Regions from separate parts of the Zea mays genome. Here region 1 is linked to region 2. The links are chromatin contacts, called in public Hi-C maps. All regions are on one chromosome and are shown on one strand. The core of a region is the stretch at or near the end of the contact, and the rest is flanking DNA. Distances in the headings are between cores, read along the strand shown.

Region 1 (4,145 bases), core at 1,489-3,988, 170 kb after region 2:
ACATACGTTTTCGAGGTTAGTGTACCTGCAGAAAATCCATCACAGCCCATTTCCCGGTGATGCAAGTCACACATGACAGTTTATCACAGTTTATACTCCATACATTGCTATATGGAGGCCAACTCATCATTAAGCGCCGAGCTACGCATAGGTGTCGTTGCCACACTTTAACCATAGGGCAACTCATTATGGTAACTCACCTTCTTACTTGAGCGTAGGTGCGTCGTTACAAGTGCAATACACTTCTCAGTATTCCCATGTCTGTATACCCATACACATCCATGGGGTACTGAATCCCAGAAAAGTAAATACTCCACATCCCAGCCTTCATATATACATATGTAAAACATGTATATAATCAAGCGCTTTTCATACTCTTCCCTAGACCGATGTTTGTTCGGTCATGCTCTCACATCTCACCTTACCTTGAGCGTCAATCCATTCAAAACTTAATGGCTTCAAAATAACAATACACATGTATGCAATACCCCTAGTTGTGGGTTAGTGGTTTTGAACTAAGCCACCTGATAGTTCTTAACTTAGGGCTTAATAGAGGATGTGGCTAGTATTATAGTTTTTCAAAGCTGTTTTTCAAAGCCAAACAATGTGTTTAGTTGAAAATAGGTTTTTCAAAATCAAAACTTTTGTTTTGAAAATACGTATGTGACCGTATATACTTAATCCTGCTCCGATACCAGCTGTGGTAGAACTTCCCAAGTTATTGAGCCCACATGCACCTATCCTTGTCTCAAAGACCTCAGACGGCTATGCATGTGTACCAGATAACTTAACAGGATCCGTCCGATTGCCCCAAGGACATCGGATAAACCACTTACAACCAGAACCGCGGGATTAAGTAAACACAAATCACACACCAACAATTTTTTTTTGCAGTGGAAATATTATTACCAAATTTTACAAGTTACAACAAGTTTACATTGTATTTATCGGAGTGGTTAAAAAAGTGGTTCAAAGGAATAACTTTGAAATGTTATAAATTATTTGTAAGTTTGAAATATATGCTAGCTCAAGTGACCATCCTCAATAACAAGTATAGAAGGGTTACTTAGACTTATAAGAAGGCCGAGCCCACCGACACTTAACACCATCATCACCAGCACAAAACTAGGACCTGAAAAACAATAGGGAATAAAACCCTGAGTACGGAATTACTCAGCAAGACTTACCCGACTAAAGAAAAGACTCTCAAGGGTATGCTGGCTAGAGGGATTCAAGGTATGACTTATCAAGAATCAAAGACTCTGTTTTGCAAAAATGCTTACTAAAAGTGGATCCTTAAAAATCCATTTTTACTTGTGAGGTTAAGTAAAATTACCTGCATCTAGAGTTCTTTCTACCCTAGTTCAATCACTTGGCCTATACTAGCTGTCTTTTTATCATCCCTTCAGTTCACTGGATTGCTACGTGTAGGTCAGTGACCAAGTCTTCATGTCCGAGAAGTAACGACGATCCGAATCGATTAATACCCAGCTGGGGATCTCCGATCACATGACATATGTAGCACTTAACCCTTGCATATGTCAACTCGCCACCGGGGTTCTTAAGACCAGATCAGGTTCACGCCAACCGAGAGCACATATACACCACCGTCCAGCCTCTTGCCATGGAGGGTACACGCTACTCTCGCCATCTCTCCACTCCCATTGCGTGTTATCTTATTCTGGTATTAGTCTGCCCGAGGCAAAGCTTACCCATGATGAGGCATGTGACAAGTTAAAAGGTCCTCGATCAACAAGCCTACATCGAGACGGTCCTTAATCGACTCAGACAGAGACACTACACCGAGACTCCTTTCTCGTGCAAGTCAACCGCCCGGTCTCAGCTTTATTATTTTCAACCCAAATTTTGGTACCTGGCAGAGGTACATCTTTTTCGATGTTGAACCCATCAAGGCCTTGATGGATCCACCATCACAATTTTTTTTGAAAACATTCCCACCCACTGAAGCATCACTTTTGTTTGAAAACAAAACATTTTTGTTTTCTAAAGCAAGGCTAAGCATCATAAAATTCTTTTTCAAAAGGGTATCAAGGATGGGTAATCAATTTTCCAAGGAAGGAAATGCATCAACGGTTTAGCACATAACTCCTATCACCTAATGCATCAAACAAGGTGATAAAGATTTTAAAACAACAAGGAGGTGGCGAATGCACCGAGGCTTGCCTGAATAACACTAGGTTAGTGTTTTTAGGTGACGTCCACTTGACGATCAGCCTTTGTCCTAGCACTTGATCAGGCAGGTTCGTCCATCAACATCATCATGCAGATTAGCCCGCGCTTGGGGTCGACTTGGATCGTCTTCCGCATCACGCGATCAATTATCGTACCTAATCATATCAAACTTTACCCAAGACTTCGAAATATTATTTAGAGTTTACCATAAAAGTTTGGTGAATTTTGGATTTATTATTTATTCCCTAAAAATCCAGAAGCATGGTTTTTGGTGGTTTTAAATGTCCCAAAATTCCCTATTGGAACTAAAAATCATGAAACTATTTTTACTAAATACTATAGGAAATTAGGAGTCTAGCAAAATTGGTTTGATATTTTTAGCATTTTTCTGTAATTTTCTATGGATTTCTAAAGATCCTTGGAAAAAGAAAAGGAAAAACTACTAACAGTGTTGGGCCCAAACTGGCCCAACCGGCCCTGCTCTAACAGAAATCGGGGGCGCGCCCACGACAGCGCAGTCGGTTTTTCACAAAGGTCCTCGCCAGAGTCAATATTAAAAATGAAGACTTCAACCAGATCCCGTGAGTCACTGACACTTTACTTCCGGCCCCTCCTAAACTTCTTGTCTTTTAAAATGGAATCCCCGACGTCGCCGGCAGCGCGGACACGTTCTCCTCGCGATACTACGGTGGAGAAGAGCTCGGGCAGCCATTGGATAGCGACCGGATCAAACCTTAACCTAATTCGCGCAGCTTTGGGGCATGAATTTGGCTTATGAACACACAGAGCGGCCGGACCGCATCCACGGTGAAACTCTAGCACCGCGGTCCCTGCTCTACCGATTTGAGCACCGGTCGCTACAAATTAAAGGCACAGGGGGCACGAGCAAGGCACGGACAGCATGATGCCCACAGCAATTGACCCCGGATTAACAGAGTTCTGGTGGATCGACACCAGGGCAATCCCTGAGGTGTCGAGCCCGCGTTCTGTCCAAGCTAAGACCATAAAGATCAAACGAACCCCTGGGTGAGCTTCACCAGCCTATAAGGATGCTAGAACCTACACTTGTAGGGGTTAAGTCATACCACAATTGCCTGGCCACGTGAAGCCGAGGTGTTGTCGAGGTGGTCACCGGACACACGCGGCGGTTTGATCAGTGGAACAGGGCATGTCTAGAGTATGGTTTGGGGGATGCAGTACTGCTAATTGAAGCTGCTCACTATGGTTGCTGGTCAAAGTAAGGATTACTGGGTTGGTTCCTGTCTTCCCCCCCGGTTGCTCTTTATATTAGCAGGGAAAAGATCAAAGGGGCTGGATTCTTGAACTTGCAGCAAGGATAGCTATGAACACTAGATGCAGTCGTGGCTCCCACAAGAAGATCCATGCAGGTTCACAGAGTATGGTCATGCAGGGTGAAGTTTATCCATGGCCAAAAGAGAGGGGGTAAGGATAGGAGCGCACTGTAGCAGATATTTCTACTGAGGATAATTCAGAGATGTGCATAAATCTGAATATCTTTGCTCTCCCTCATCTCTACAATTTCCAATACCAAAGTAGGACACGACAGGGAGTAAAAAGATCACAGTTAGATATTTCTGCAATTTTGGATCTACAGCTCTTGACTGACCCACCCAACTTCAATTAGCCTCTTCTCTTAATTTTTAATTAAGACAAATCAATCACTATTAACAGAACTTGTTCCCAGATCAAGGGTCTATAAATTTACTATAAGTCTCTTGGACCTAATCCTTAAAGATTACAAGTTATGGTGCCCAAAAATCACCTGCAATACACTGGTACCATTTCACTTTTCTGAATTTCAGTCTTCAGTTGCTCATCAGATTTCTTCCTTTCTGACAGGGACAGTTTGGGCACCATTATCTCCTGAATCTATATAACATCAGGCCAAAGTTTCTTAATAAAACTTGCTCATGAATACTAGCTCTCCAGTT
Region 2 (4,022 bases), core at 906-3,405:
ATCTAATCAATAGAGTATGTGATATGTTACCCTTAATGTTGTTACCATGTAGACAATGTTATTACGAAGTCATCGCAATTGGAACGGAGTAAATCAGAGTTAAAATGGATGAGATATGAATTAAACAAGTTTCTAGGTATTGTATTATTAAATTTATACCTAAAAATAGCTTCCAGGGGCTAAACTGCAAAGTCCTGGTTTATTTTTATTTATTTAAATGCTGAAAATGGGTGGCGGGTTTATTATCTAAGTTTCTAGGGTCTTCTTTGAAAATCCACCATAGCCGCAATAGCCTGGACGCACCGGAGCCGTCCGATTCAACATTAGCGGCAACAATTTAATGAGGCGAAGAGGTATTTCGGTTTCTAATCAGAGTTGTTCGGTCATGAACCGACGGCACGGATCTAAATATCGCACGATATGTCCTACATCGTTCGATCCACACTCAACGACCCGATTTCTATGCGACGAAGGGGGTACTTCATGTCTTAATCGTAATTGTCTATTCAATGATTGAGCTGCAGGCTACCGATTCGGCGACGGAGCCTATCCACCATGAACATGCACGATGGCGAGGTGCACACAACCCCGGAATTGGTTATGACATCCTATGAAGTCATGAGTAGGATAGGAGGGCAATCACGAATTCGTCATTTATACCCTCGAGGCCATGGACCCATCGCAACAGCATTCCGTTGGAGGCAGTGCATCAAGCAGAGTCCACAGTTTTGTTTGTTGTGGACCGATGGAGAAGAACCTGACGGGTTGGCCCCACTTGGCAGTGTCACCTGACGGAATAGGTACAAGGTGGGCCGACAGCGAGCCATGGCGGACGACCTACGGTGTGGAAGCACAGCTGGGCCGAGGCAAGGGGTTGAGCTAGTGTGGAGCAAGAGAGATGGGCGAGCTTGCGCTCGAGCGACTAGTTGCTGGGTTCCACGTGTCGGCCACCCAGAGTCATAGAAGAAGGGGAGTGGTAATGGGCCAGCGGTGATGGTGAGACTGGGCCTAGCGACCGAGGTGGGCTGATGTAGAGAAACAAGCTCGAGTGGCTGTTTTATTCCTTTTGTTTCTTTTCTTTTGTTATTTATTTTCTATTTTCCTTCCTTTTCATAGTCTTCCAAGTTCAACTTTTGAAATTTGATTTGAAATCAAAGAACAAATTAAATGCATCAAACAAAAGAATTCCGGCATGAACTTGATATATTTATATATTATTTTAGTTGCTTTTATATGCTAGGTAGATGCTTCACATATGAAATGCATACATGAACGCAAAAAATATTCTAAAATTATAATCCAATTAAAGAGATCTCACTATTTATCACCTATTTAAAACATAAATTCTAGGTGATGTTTTAGTTGAATTATTTTCATCTAATAAAGGATAATTTGACTAGGGTCTCTTTCTTAATTAATCCTTGTTAGAAAACATATTTATTTTTGGGAGAAGTATCTTTAGAAGTAAGAAATTTCTGATTACAAGGTATTCGGTTCAAGTCTTTTGGGGTAATTTTTTATACATCCCAAAATAGGATTTTGGGTGTTACAAAAGACAAACAATATATAACAAAAATAAACATCACACCAAACATAAGAATAAAATGCATAATAATATTCTGAGTCAGGAAGAAACCGTAGGTTCGAGAACCACTAAAATCGGAGCTAAAACGTATGAATATGATTTTTATAAGTTTCTAGGTATTTTGATATTTATTTTATACCTAAAATATGATATATTGTATAAATGTGATGTGAATGATCCCATTCATTTAAATTCATACAAACCTCATGCTTAAGTGACTAACTTAATTTACAAATTATACATAAATAAAACCTTGTGCATGCATGCTGATATTCTTGTAATGTTGCATTTGTATTTAAATTGGTAATACAAGTTTGAGTTGGAAATTTGGAATAGGAATAAAATACAAAATTAAAAAGAAAGAAAAGAATAAAAGAATGAAATAACCAAAACCCCTCCATTGTGGGCAGAAGCCTCCACTCTCGGCCAAGTAGACCTTTCGTGCCCCATGACCCAAAATCGGCAAAAGGGCGCCGACATGTGGGCCATCGATGTCAGCCAGCCTCGGTCTCCTGTACAGTGTACTCGCGTGCACAAGGAGTTAGTATGACGAGCAGGTCCCGCTCGGTCAGCGACTCAGCTTCCCTAGCGCCGCACGTGCGAATCCTGCGCCCGAACTGCACAAGCCACCCCACCGACAAATGGGCCCACGCCGCAACCCCCTTATCACGTCCACGCGGTACCGGTTGGGATGAAACTGCTAGGTGGGGCTGATTCACCAGCGCCTTCATCGTCAACCGCATGGCGGACCTCACGTGGATTGCGATGGTCGTTTCGACCAATAGCCAGCCGGATGCCAGCTTCGCGAACCGATGAAGCCTTGGCATAAATACAGTGTGCCCGCGACCTCCTCCCCTTTTCGTCCATTTGCCCCAAAGCCATCCACCATCAGTGAGGAGCAGTGTGTTAGGAAGGGCTGAGTTAGATTGCCACCGCCGCCTCTGCGATTTGCCCCAGTCTTCACCGCCCGGGTTTCGATAGGTGCATGGTCGTGAAGGTTCGCCTGGGGCCGAGGATCGTGTCGGTTTGGGTTGCCTCCCGCGCGACTGACCAGAGACTACACGATTCCTCGTCGGTGTGTTCTAGGATCAACAGTCCGCCTCCCATCTTGTCCAACGCCATCTTCGCCTCCGCCCTCTGTGAGACCTCTTCCTTAGCATCGCCTTATCCCTCTCCTCGGTTAGTGTCATGCGGGTGCCGAATGGTGCGTCGTTTAATCACGAATTGCTCGCCAGGGTTTGAACCTCCCCGTCTATTCGCCGCGTCGTGGGTGGCGCACATCACCGTACGATTCCCGTAGGTCCTGCATCGTTCTCTGCGTTAGGACTCTGAGTTCGAGGCCATCCGTCACCATAATGCCTTGCGCCGGTGAACTCGCCACCGCATGGAGCTCAGCGCCGCCATGCTCTGCCGATGTAGAAGGGAGATGGCCGGGTATCGTTCGATCCACAGCGGACAAATCTGAATAGATCTAGGAGGTGATGGTGTTTTGCCGTCGGTCTGAAATTGGCGGATGGGATCGGAGGTTGCATACCCCTTCCCAGAATCCCCTAGGACCATAGGATCTCAATCGTGTGGCTCTGGTGCAACACATGTTTTGCAGTCATGGTGGTTTTATAAAAGAGACCCTGAGAACCCTGATAATCAACCCACTGTCCCAAAGCAGTTAGGAATCCTTTAAAGTAGGTCCTATCCTTTTGCGCCTTATCCACTGTGTTCTCGGGAAATATTGCCCGCACTCGAACCTGTTTGTGAATTTAATAAAATGGTTATATAAAAGGATTTCTGGTAGGAAAATAATTTCAGAAACTTAAATAATTCACATCTTAACCATTTTAACTCTAAATTGATTTGTTCCCGTCGCGTTAGCTTCGTATTAAAATTGCCTACACATTAAACAACATTATTTTGTCATGTTTTCAGAGATAATTAAATAATAAGTTTAACATGTGCTCCTTAGATTTACTTTTCTAATTAAAAGTAAATGATGATCTCTGACCAAGTTATAACTTGGCTGAAAGTGGAGTCATCTGTTTTGTAATCTTGTCTCACATGAATTATACTAAATAACACAGTATGTATATTGCCACTATTTAATCATATAAAGCTTCAGAAAATCATATCTTTATAACCGTAACTCCGATTTTAGTGGTTCTCGAATCTACTGTCTCGTTGCAATGCGTAGAACATTATTATTATGTGGTGTGCTCTCATGTTTGGTGTGACATTAATTTCTCTTATGCAATGTTCGTTTGTATTGTTGCGAGTAGACGAGCAAGTGACCAAGTAGCCCGGAGCAAAGCAGGTTGAAGATTCTGAGCAGGAGCTCGCTGAAGGCACTCTACTTTTACCTAATAATGTTCTCTATAATCACTATGACATGCTCAGGTTAAATTTGATGGGACCTAATAGGTTGCCCTAGTTTGTTTACCTCACA

What was found. Hi-C and Micro-C count contacts between places; a contact is called where the count stands out from the background.
Region 1: a contact with region 2 is called in a Hi-C map of ear, with 2.5 times the contacts expected there. The contact joins two enhancer-like sites. A contact is called at or near these places in 5 of 25 Hi-C or Micro-C datasets (ear, endosperm, leaf and 2 more).

What each region holds. Positions count from the first base shown.
Region 1 is chr2:115,075,208-115,079,352 of Zm-B73-REFERENCE-NAM-5.0, forward strand. No RefSeq gene overlaps it. Among protein-coding and RNA genes, the nearest start is that of LOC103646874, 92 kb to the right of the region's middle. Within about 2 kb of position 2,739, at least 8 of the 20 cell types and tissues checked have an H3K27ac peak or open chromatin away from gene starts, as enhancers often do. A contact at or near this core is called in ear, leaf and leaf mesophyll, where this site is marked.
Region 2 is chr2:114,901,141-114,905,162 of Zm-B73-REFERENCE-NAM-5.0, forward strand. No RefSeq gene overlaps it. Among protein-coding and RNA genes, the nearest start is that of LOC103646871, 67 kb to the left of the region's middle. Within about 2 kb of position 2,156, at least 18 of the 20 cell types and tissues checked have an H3K27ac peak or open chromatin away from gene starts, as enhancers often do. A contact at or near this core is called in ear, leaf and leaf mesophyll, where this site is marked.